Regions from separate parts of the Rattus norvegicus genome. Here region 1 is linked to region 2. Evidence: chromatin contacts called from public Hi-C data. All regions are on one chromosome and are shown on one strand. Each heading gives the region's core, a stretch centred on a gene start, on an enhancer-like site or on the middle of the called end of the contact. The rest is flanking DNA. Distances are from core to core; before and after follow the strand shown. Region 1 overlaps Myo16 (myosin XVI). Region 2 has its middle 230 kb from the start of Irs2.

Region 1 (5,892 bases), core at 297-2,796, 230 kb after region 2:
CAGAGGGCAGCGTCTGGAGCAGAAGGAAGATGAAGCATCTGTGGACAAGACAACACAAGATCTATCCACAGGCGTGAGGCCTAGGCGATGCCTCCTAGTATTTGAGGTCAAGATTTGCGTGAGGCAGACCGTTTCTCGAGGTGCCATCTCATCTGAACGTATCAGGGGTTAAACAACAATAACGTTGGGATTTCTGCCTCAAACACCGTCCGTCCATGCAGAGCAGGCATTTGCAAACAAACTGGAGAGTACCACAGGGAGCTCTCGAGTGAGGAGCCACTGGTAAGCCAGGAAGCAGGCGCATCCTGCTCCTTATTGCTAAGCGACGTCCAGGTATTTGTAATGTTACCTGCACAGAAGTGTCAAACCTTCGTAGAGCCTTGACTCCAGATGCCGCTGCTGCCTTTGATTTCCTTCGTGAGACAAGATACGAACTTCAGTCTTTTCATATTGAGCAGTGTTTGGATGTAATGTTTAGAAATACAAGTCTTCCCCTATAGCAGAATGGTTGTGTATACTACCTATCTAGTTCAGGAAGTGTCACCAAGAGTGAATGGCGTATATGGGAGATTTTTTTTTTTGTGTGTGTGTGTGTGGCATGCAAGCTGCAGCCACTGCTGTGCTCATACAATGAATAGTGGACTCCAGCTTCCAGAATCAGCCTTGCTGTGGGTAGTGGGCACCTTTAAGGGTGTAGACTGGGTGCAGTGACTGCCCTGTCTGAGGTAAAGGCACCTGAGAACGTACCTTTCCTCTTGAGCAACATACGCATGAGGTATTTATAAATAGTAACGAAGATTTGGCCCTGGCATGGACTTCCAGGTCACTCAACGATGGGGAGTGGCGTGGACAGAGGAGACAAAACATCCCAGACCACGGAGCACTCTCTGTCACCTATTCTCTCCGATATCACATTCAAAATCTCTCACAGGCCAACTTTCAAACCCTTCCACTGCAAGCAGTATTCAGAAATAAAAATGCCGTTCTGTAAGATTTCATTTACGAAACACAGACTTCCCAACTCAAACTATTCTTTGTGTGGAATGCTTATGTGATGGGGTGAAATGTTTGAAATGTACGGTAATTTCCACCTGGATTAAGCAAGCCTTAAATAAAAGCGCTACCGGGAGCTGCATCTAGGAAATAGCTATTTATCTAGGATAAATAGACTGAGATTTATATTTAAGTCTCTATGTGCCTCTCGCCTGCTCTACAGAAGGTGAATCTTCCATAAAAAAAGATTCAACCCACCTACTGTATGGAAGACAGGCTGTACAGTAGTCTTCTGTTGTAACCATTTTCCAAGCACTTGATCACTTACATTGTGTATGCTCTGGATTCATGGGGTTGGAAATAATGAAACTGAGGGTTTGTTCTGTTTTGTTTCAAAGGAATAACTTGTGAATCAAACTCATCTTAACCCTGGCTCCCTTCTACTTTCTTCCCCAAACTTCTACCACGCCCTGTGTTTTCCTCACACCCCATCTTCCTGATCCTTTCCAGTGGAGCTCTGACTTTCAGTATGGAGTCACTAGGACAAACATGCCGGGCCTGACCTACCACTCAGAGCAATGGCGCCTCCTAGTGTCCTGGACAAGCCTCCTTTGCCATTTGAATAGGGACCCACATTTTCAAAGGAAGCAACTAGAAACAAATTAGCATGGTGATCCCCAGACCATAGGAAGGAAACCAAATGTCAGTTAGCCAGAACTTTTGCTCTTACGGGGCGGGGGGGGGGTGAATAATTATTTGGTCCTTTCTCACCTCAGTGGCCAAGTGTTCTAATTCCGTCCCTAGAATCTTACAGGGCCGTTTACCTGTAATCCGGAAAGTACACGTTCAACACGCTTGAGTTTTCTCACCCAAGCTCTGTGACTGTATCGTCACACAGCAGCAATAAAGTATGTATTTAACCCCTCCACCCCTGATAATTTCTCAGGGAGCATCAAGCTGAGAACTGTGGAAAGAGGTATTCTAGACAGAGCCACTGCTCTGTCAGGCTTGGCTTTGCGTAAGCAGCGAAACTCTGAGCAAGCTTATAGTTTCTCTGAGCCTTGGTTTTCCCACCTGTAATATGGGCGTATTTGTAGTAGGTACCTCAGAATAGAGTGTGGGAGCAGCAGGCTGTTAAAATGGTGCTTGAAGCCCCCGGTGCTGTTAGTCCAGCCTGGCTGATCCTTTTAGTCAGGTCTATGTGCCTTCCCCTCCCCCCACCCCCAACTTGAAGTTCTATACTGTTAGAATTTACATGATTATCTCACAAGAAAAATGTGAAGCCTGGAACGGTGGCTCGTGTTGGTTCTTCCACCACTCTGGAAGCTGAGGCAGGAGAATTGCCGTCAGTTGGAGGTCAGCTTAGGCTATGTATTGAGACTCTGTGAGAGTCTCATGACTATGTCTTGAGAAAGTGAGCTACTCATGAAATCCTATGAAGAAGTGAGTCTGCAGAACAGACCTGGGACAGAGTGACCATCTCACTCCAATACACCATTTCTTGCTTACCATTACACATCTGCGTCCAAAATACCCACAACAGGGGATGCACTGACAGCTCAGTGTCCTCCAAGTTACTATTGCTAAAAACGCAGAAGGAGCACCGTGAGCCACTCTGCAAATCACGCACACCCGTCTCCACACTTCATGCCCAGGCATTAATGGGAACCGTCACCGATGCCTGCCTGCTGGGAGGGCGAATTAGCCACACAGTCGACGACGTTGGGTATAAAAATGTCTTTCAAAGTGAAGATTCAAAAGAAGACGATTGAGGATGGAGTTATGCTCACTGTGAATAGCAGCCGGGGGGGATCCCTCAGTAGAAAGTGGATTTACTCTCCTCAGGATGAAACCCTGTAAGCCTTAATAATCGTGTAAGCTGCTCCAGCACATGGCAGGGGCATTAAATCCTTCCGTTCTATATCTTACCACACCCTTCCACGTTCTCGGAGATCACCCTGCTCTAGCTCACCAGAGCACGGCGTCACACAATCATACAAGCCCACTTCTCTCACAGGCGGGAGAGAATTCCCTTCAGTGTGCGTTGGGAACTCCTGCATCTGGGTGGGAACAGCTGAGACTTATATCTCTAAGGTTTCTGTTATTACAGCAGCGATTGCAAACGGTTCAAAGCAGCTTCCCTTTTCTTTTCCTTTTTCAGATTAGAATGTATTTTGTGAAGTACGGATACATATGCTATAATTCTTCAGTCACAGTGGTGATTGATAATACCTAGGGGAGGGGAGCAGACTTAAAGGCTGTGCCTAGAGGCCTCCTGATACCCCTCACCTGCTCTGCAGCCTTGAGGCTTCTCTTTGTTTCTTAAATATTTATTTTATTATTTATCTTTGTATCTGTGTGTGCGCGACTGTGCTTGTAGAAGCTACGAGAGGACTCTAGATGCCTTGGAGCTGGCATTACAGGTGGCTGTGAGTTTCCTGGTATGGGTTTTGGGGACAGAACCCACATCCCCTGAAAAGGCAGCAAGCACCCTTAACTGTTGAGCCACTCCCCAGCCACCTCCTTGAGATTTCTAAGTGATAAGTTCTCTCTAGACTTATGTGGACTTCACTACTTTTTGACAGAATGGAATCTAGATGAAGCTACCCAGTTCTGATCTGTGGAAAGTCATATTTGATGGGACCCTGATACACTTTTAGTTCTAGCTTCAAATAGCTTTTTTTTTAAATTATTGAATGCTTTCCTTTTGGTCCATTTTGGTTGTTGGGATAAAACATGACTTGTAGAATTACATTCTGCTGCTCCTTACCAATATGCTTTCATTTACTAATAGCCTATAATTAAGGAGAAATTGTTAGTTAAACAAATAATTAGGCACTCTGAGGCATGGCTGGGGAGTGGATATTCATCTCCTTGTCAGAGGTCCAGAGCTTTGGCCTACTTTTTTCATATTGCTTTCCAGTTTTTCCTATAATTTTATTATGTAGGATCCTGCTTTCATCAAACCAGGGGAGCTAGAAAATGTATGTATTAGTCCTTGAAGAAGGAGCAAGTTGAGCGCACAGAATACCATACTCCGGGTTCCACTCATGGAGTCAGTTTCTGAGCTTGCCCCTGAGGAAGATGCCTCCTATCTGCAGTGGCTCAGGTACAGCTGCCTTCATCCCCAGTGGGATGTGGGGCTCAGGCTGATACCCTTCCCTGCTTCCCCTTGGAATAGTGCGATGCCTCATTTCTTCTCCAAAAGATAGAGCATTGAGAAGATATTTTGCAAAAGAACAATATATATATATATATATATATATATATATATATATATATATAATTTTCCCTCTATGACCGTTGGATCTGCAAGCACAGCACACTGAACATGGAGGAATAAAGCAGATGTGGTGGGCTCCACATCAGAGACTGCCAGAGCATCCTCATGGACTGGTGCTGCTGGCTGCATTCCTTGTTTGCAGAACACAGGGTGTTCCTTATTGCTGGCAGCTGCCTCTAGCGCAGCAGCCTAACCCCCAGCTCGGTAGAGTGGCCGGAGACTGCAGACGCTCTTCAGCTGAGCTGTGACTGAAAAAACAGAAACAGGACCAGGCCTCACTCTTCCTTGGCTTGCTATGTGAGAGAAGAAGACAACCTTCCAGGGCCACACTCAGGTGACAAAGTGTTAAGGACAAAGGCGTAACTGGACCAATGGCAATCTCAGATACCATGGGCCAGCGTGATATTCACACGGGACAGAAGGACACTGGGGATCTACGGTGAATAATGGCAAAACCACAAAGCAGCAACATCAGATGAGCAAAGGATACTATGTTACACAAAGCAGCAACATCAGATGAGCAAAGGATACTATGTTACACAAAGCAGCAACATCAGACCAGCAAAGGATACCATGTTCAGGTTGTCAGGAACTATCATAGAGAAGCAACAGCACCAACAAAACTGAGAAGGAAAGTGTTGATTCTGCTCTATTTTAAGTGCCCAAGCACTAATTTGTCAAGTCATGTCAGTGTGCGCCATTCAGAAGTCACAGAAAGTGTTCCAACCTTATTATTGCTGGTCATGTGAGGCCCGGTTCTCGATCAACACTTACTCTGAATGGTCATGCACAGGGAATGTGGCTTACGTTATGCACACATACCAGGATTCCACAGAGTTTCTGCTTACCTTCAGCCTCCCTGATCCTTCGTCCCACTGCAGACCTGCGTAGCACACTCCTTCCCGAGTTGAAGAGGCTGGCCAGCTCATCCAGAGGGCTGGACAGCGGCCTGCTGTTGGGTGGGCTGTAAGGGCTCGGTGGGGAGAAGGTGGATGAGGCCTTCCTGAGGTCTGCTCTGGCTGTCCTTCCGGGTGAATATGGAGCCTTGACAAAGGGGCTGCAGGGACCCAGTACTGGGGCTGAACTGGGCTTTGGCTGTGTTCTGGGCAGGTCAGAGTTAGTCAGTGCTTTAGCTGCAGTGACCAAGACAGAATCTGGTGGAAAGGCAAAGTGTGTGGGTGGCCTGCAGGGTGCAGGGGCTGCCCCACAGGGTGCAGGAGGTGGCCCACAGGGTGCAGGAGGTGGCCCACAGGGTACAGGAGGTGGCCCACACGGTGCAGGAGGTGGCCCACAGGGTGCAGAAGGTGGCCCACAGGGTGCAGGAGGTGGCCCTGGAGGTGGCGGTGGTGTGGCAGGTGGTGAGATTCGGCTGGGCCCATTAAACACAGGAAAGCCAGGAGACGTCAGCTGGTCATTTTCTCCCTTCTGTGCTTTTGAGTACTGTGGTGACAAGGGACTGGAGCCTTCGGACTGCACTGGGTACTTGAGGTTGGTCTCTAAGACTGGCAGTTTCTTTACCTCCAAGGGTGTCAGTGGAGACTCATCAGAAGCTGGGGAGCAGGTCACTGGGGTGGGAGGAAAGACCAGGAGCGGCGGCCTATGGGGAAGCAGATTCG
Region 2 (5,930 bases), core at 2,902-5,401:
ACAAGCACCACATGCACATGGGCGCAAACACATGCACACACAAGCCCACATGCATCTGCATACACACACTCATGGCACTTTGGGTGTAGACACATGAGAGCACAGCCTTGCCCAGGCCCCATTGTTATTTGGAGTAAAGAGCAAAATCCCCAAAGTGGAAAAGTTGTAGCTAGCAGTAAATTCAATTCAGAGTAAGGACACCTCGTGGTGTGTGTATCCGTGGACAAGTAACTTAGTGGTTTTATTTTAAGACCACAACGGGGGTAAGTATGTTAAAAAGTGATTAAAATAATGTGGAGAAGCCACAAAAGAAAGTTCCCAACCCTCTGGTCTTTCTACATGAGTCACTGAAGAGTTCCAGGTTATATTTCCTGGGTGAACAGACAAGAGAACAGAGGAACCTGTGACCTATGAGCATGAGTTGGTCAAGATGACTGTCCAAAGCTGGTTCCCAGAAGTTCTGTCCCTTGTATGCAGAGAAGACAGAGGTAGCCTTCCACCCTCCAGACTTATCCACTGCATGAATCTCATCCTGTCTGCTAGAAGAGGCACTCCACAGATGTCTTTGCAACATAAGGAGTGTGCTTTCACATTGTCTAGATTCAGCCATGGTGTCGTGTAAACCCTGTCATCAAATGATAGGTCCTGGGTTCTAGAGCGACCTGTCTTTGTAGGTGGAATCAAAAGGTTTGTAAAGCAATACTAGGGCCCTGTCTCAAAACAACTGATTATTTTGTCAACCTAGCAAAGGCTTCATAGAATATATCATCCGCCCCCAAACACACACACTTTCTTTCTGTCTGTATGTCTGTCTCCCCCCCACCCCTGTGTGTGTGTGTGTGTGTGTATGTGTAGGCTAGATGGCACCCTGGTTGTTCCTTATGGGACATCTGCCTTATTTTTGAGACATTTAAGTCCCTCAGTTACCTGTAGATTGACAAGCAGAATAGGCTGGGTCACCATGGAGACTGAGGAATGAGCCTGTATCCACTTCCCATCACCAGGATTACAAGTGCACACTGTCACCACCATGCCTGGGTTTTGACATGTGTGTACCAAGGAGTAAATCTAAGGCCCTCATGCTTTATAAGTGGAGCTATTTCCCCAGCCCCTGACTGACTCCTTCATTCAGTTAGACATGTCTGCTAGGGTAGAGCTGAATGAGAGCCGCTGAGCCGGGCTGGGCCACTCTAGACACAAATGTGACCATCATCTTCGGAGTAGTGAAGCCATGGGAATCATCAAAAAGAATATCTTTCTAGTCACCTTGTCATAGAGCATTGTCAATTTGGAGACCCTGTGATTGGTCTGTAGAGAGAACAACAAAACTTCGACTAAGCCATCGGGTGAGCCACCACACAAGCTCTTAGCAGAATCCTGCAAGGCTGGATGTGTCCAGTTTCTGGGAGGGTACACAAAGAGCTGAGCTTTAGTCAAGGCTGTGCTCTTCTGAGTGGCTGCTGCTGGGTGTTTAGTTTTTACCTTACTTTTCTGTCTTTCTGTCTTTCTGATTTATTTCTTCCTTCCTTTCCTTCCTTCATTCTTCCTTCCTTTGCTTTCTTCTAAGACACAACAGGAACTCCTCAGCTCACATGCTTGTTGATTCTTAGCCAAATTCATCAGGCTCGGGGATGCTTGCCCCCCTACTTTACCGCAGCACCACACACAAGTAATGATGTCTATTTAATCCATTATCACCAAAATGTATTTCAATGCTCTTTAATCTTAAAATCAAAAACCCACTCAGCCACAGTGGGACTTTTCACAGGGGAAAGAAAGCATTGCCAAGCTGAACAAGGAGCAGTTAGAGATCCCACCCGGTACAGAAACCATAGTCCTGGATCTCCTGAGGTCCCTTTGGTCTGTTCCTTATTGAGTTGTATTTAGACATATGAAGTAAGCAACAGTGGACAGCTTACAAAGCTTGCCTGTACTTACAGGAAGCTCCCCCATTGTTTCAGTGTTTCTCCCTTAAGTTTGCAACATCATGGCTTTTGTTTTTGGTCCAGGAATTCATCTGTGAAATGGGCTAGAGTCTTAACCAGCACAGGATGCCACATCTTGGCTAAGGAGGTAATGCATACATGACTCAAAATATTTTTGAATATTAAAAAAAAGCCATCAAAGCTCAACTTTTCTCGTTGTTGCTTAGAAGGTGACTGAGCACTACTCCATTTCATATAGGGCATCATACTCTCCTAACTTGAGTCTCTCAGTTCTTTCCTAGCCTGAGTCAAATCCTATCTCCACTCTGGATCTCCAGACACATTGGAGGGTATCTCTGAGCTTGAAATGAATCTTATGTCTCTAACATCTAGAGGTTCAAGAACCACAAGGAGATTCTTAAAGGTCTCCAGTTCTAAATCACTGAGTTCTCTGTTGATTGTTCTTCTGAAACTTGTGGCTGTCCTTAGATATGGGCACTGGTCACAGAAGGAGACCATCAAGGATAGCTTTGTTTCTGGTTGTGCTTTTTATGTTAGAGACAGCCCTCTAACACACACACACACACACACACACACACACACACACACACACACACACACAGAGAGAGAGAGAGAGAGAGAGAGAGAGAGAGAGAGAGAGAGAGAACACCTTTTGCACTGCCCTGACTCTATTGAGCATGAACTTGTCCTTTACTGTCTGTTGGGATCATATAATGGAGCACTGCCTCCTCTCTTGGACCACAGGAAAATGGTTGACTTCTCCAAATGAGGCATCCTCTGAGACTATTGGTCTACCTCTTCCCTGGTCTTGCCCTCCAGAGAATCGATAACACCCTTAGCTGTGTAGTTTGGAGGCAACATGCTAGTCTCAGTGTTGACTGTAGCATTCAGTGTGATACTATGTGTGCTTCTGAAGGCACAGTGGTGGTTCTTCTTTCTAGTGAGCCATGCCAGACATGACAGAGTATTGTCAATCCTAAATTACCAAAGGCACTAGTCTCAGTTTAAACTGGGATTTGAAACTCATGCTAGAATGTCTTCTCTCTCCCTTCAAGGGATACTGAGCACTAACAGCAAGCCATCCTGAACTGAACTTTAAACATAGGAGCATTGTCTGGAAACATCTTTGGTCTCAAGATATCGTTGACTCTTTTTCAATTGTGTGCATTGTTAAAATTCTTCCAAAAAAGGGCTGAAAGGAATGAGAATAATATAAACAGTGGGACACATAAGGCTGTGAAAATAGAACATCAAATAAACATTCCTGCCATGCTGAGCAGCCAGTTCTCACACGAAGAGTCAGGGATTTCTACCAGATTTGTTCATGGCTGACCTCTCCCACCTATGTCCATTACTACACATAAGTATTAGCATACATATGTATGTATACCCTCATGCACGTGCACATGTATGTGTGTATATGTATGTATATACACATGAACACCCATGAAAACAAAATTTCAAGAGTTGTTAAGACATTTTATTAGATTTATTTATTTTGTTGAGGGGGGGCTGTTGCACTCCAAGATACACAGGTGGCAAAGAGAAGACAATCTGCAGAAGTCAGTTTGTGCTTTCTACCATGTGAGTTCTGCAGATCAAACTCAGGTCATTAGGCTTGGCAGTAAGTGGCTTTATCCTCTGAGCCATCTCTCTGCTTCCCAAAGGACGTTTTTTTAGCAGTAAGACTCAGCGTTGTCTGAGTTGGATGTGGCTGCCATGCATACATACATGACTCAAAATATTTTTTTGAATGTTCAAAAAAACAGCCAACAAAACCAGACTTCCCTCTCAGCACCGTCTTCTTATTTTTATTTTGCATTTTGTAACTCTAGCTAAGTGTAGTCACCCCGCATCCAAGGTCAGCCGAATTGAGAAAACGGAACAAAAACACACAGAAGGGTGATTTTTCAGAAGGAAGTGGCAGCATTCATGTCCACAGAAGCAAACTTTAATCCCGAGGCTGAGAGGGGGAAACACAATGGCCGCATGGGGCTAATGGAGAATTCCTGGCTCTATTCTTCCCTAAAATATTTCATGGATGCATTCACTGCTCTTTCTCTTCAGAATGAAAGCCATAAAACAAACGAGAGACCTAATCTTTAGTTCAAATAAATGAAAAGAAATTGAAATCCACTTCATTCCCTGAGAAAGAGGAAGAATACAAATGAGGAGCATTGTGAGGTTTCTGGAAAGGGGCGATGCACCACAGCTGTAGGAATGCGGCCTCTGCTTGTCAGGGCCATTAGTGGGGGAGTATGCTTAGGAAGGTTCCATTTTGTCTGAAAGGGTGAAGTCCTGCTGCAAAGACTGAGTGCATTATGCACAGGCCAAGAGTGCAGTTAGATTTTTGCTGTCTTGCTGTGGTCCTGATTCCCCATCAGGTGTGTGTATGTGTGTGTGTGTGTGTGTGTGTGTGTGTGTGTGTGTGTGTATACATGTGTGGTGTGTGTGTGTACATGTGTGGTGTGTGTGTGTACATTACATTAAGGTGTTCATGTATGCATGTTTGCATGTGTGTATGCATTTAGGTGTTTATGTGTGCATGTGTGGGTATATGCCCACATGTATATGTGTGTATATGTGTGGTGTGTCTCTCTGTGTGGGTGGTGTGTGCATGTGTAGTGTATAGTATATGTGTGTGTGTGTCTCTGTGTGTGTGGTTTGCTCATGTGTGTGCATTTAGGTGTTCATGTGTGCATATGTGGGTGTATGCCCACACATATGTGTGTGTATGTGTGGTGTGTGTCTATGTAGTGTGCGGTGTGTGGGTGGTTTGTGTGTGTGTGTGAACATTTAGGTGTTCATGTGTGCATGAATGAAGACTAGAGGATGATATCAGGTTCCTTCCTTAATTGTTCTCTATCCTCTCTTTTGAATGATGTTCACTCACTAATGAGGCTGACTTGCTGACCAGCCAGTCCCGGGGATCCTCCTGTTTCCACCTCCTGAAAGTGTGGTCTGTATGCTCACTGTGTGCAGCTTTTTTATGTTAATACTGGGGATCTGAGCTTAGGGCCTCATTTTTACATAGCAAGACTTTACTGACTGAAGCATTCCCTCCCCTTACCCCCTCCTCATCTGACTTTAAAGAATAGCTCTGAGCAACAGCTTCATTCTGCTCACTGGGGAGTGAGGATTGCTATCCAGTGCCCTGGACAGAGCACTTGCACAGAGTGCACCCTGGAAACCATCAATATTCTTTAGATGCATCCATCTTTATAGGCTGGATGTATAGAGTTCAGGAAGGCACAAACACAAGAAAAAAATGAAGGAAATCCTGTGATTTAAGATGCCAATCGGTGGCAACCATGTTCTCTTGTTTCTTCCTCTGTTTTTGGATGAGTGAGTATGCCGAATGCATTTGAATGTGCATGGTGCATGCATGTGACCATATATGGTGCGTGCATGTATTCATGATACATGCATGTGAGTATGCATAGTACATGCATGTGAATGCACATAGTACCTGCATGTGTGCATGTTGCATGCATGTGAGTCTGTGTGGTGTATGCATGTGAGCATGTGTGGTACATGCATGTGAGTGTGTGATGCATGCATGTGAGTATTCATATTACATGTATGTGTGAATGTTGTATGCATGTGAGTGTGGATGCTGCATGCATGTGTGCATGATATATGGATGTGAGTGTGTGTGGTGCATGCATGTGAGTGTGCAGGTATGCATGTGAGTGTGCAGGTATGCATGTGAGTGTGCAGGTATGCATGTGAGTGTGCAGGTATTCATGTAAGTGTGCAGGTATGCATGTATACATGTGGAGGCCAAAGAAAAAAGCATTGGGTGTTTCTGTCTATTCTCTCTGCCTCAAGGCCTTGGAACAGTCTTTCGCTGAACCGGAAATTGGTCAGTCAGAGAACTTCCAGGATTCTCTTGTCTTTACCTCCCAGCCCTGAAGGTGTAACACATAAATCTATGCTGTCTTTATGCTGGTGCTGGGCATTTAAACGCAGTTCTCCAGCTCG

What was found. Hi-C and Micro-C count contacts between places; a contact is called where the count stands out from the background.
Region 1: a contact with region 2 is called in a Hi-C map of Schwann cells, with 4 times the contacts expected there. The contact joins two enhancer-like sites. A contact is called at or near these places in 2 of 12 Hi-C or Micro-C datasets (the A7r5 cell line and Schwann cells).

Annotation. Positions count from the first base shown.
Region 1 is chr16:85,647,000-85,652,891 of GRCr8, forward strand. Myo16 (myosin XVI) reads right to left here. Exons shown (of 34, transcript NM_138893.2): 31 at 5,125-5,892. Among named protein-coding and RNA genes, the nearest start is that of Myo16, 300 kb to the right of the region's middle. Within about 2 kb of position 1,547, at least 4 of the 93 cell types and tissues checked have an H3K27ac peak or open chromatin away from gene starts, as enhancers often do. A contact at or near this core is called in Schwann cells, where this site is marked.
Region 2 is chr16:85,415,885-85,421,814 of GRCr8, forward strand. No RefSeq gene overlaps it. Among named protein-coding and RNA genes, the nearest start is that of Irs2, 230 kb to the left of the region's middle. Within about 2 kb of position 4,152, at least 8 of the 93 cell types and tissues checked have an H3K27ac peak or open chromatin away from gene starts, as enhancers often do. A contact at or near this core is called in Schwann cells, where this site is marked.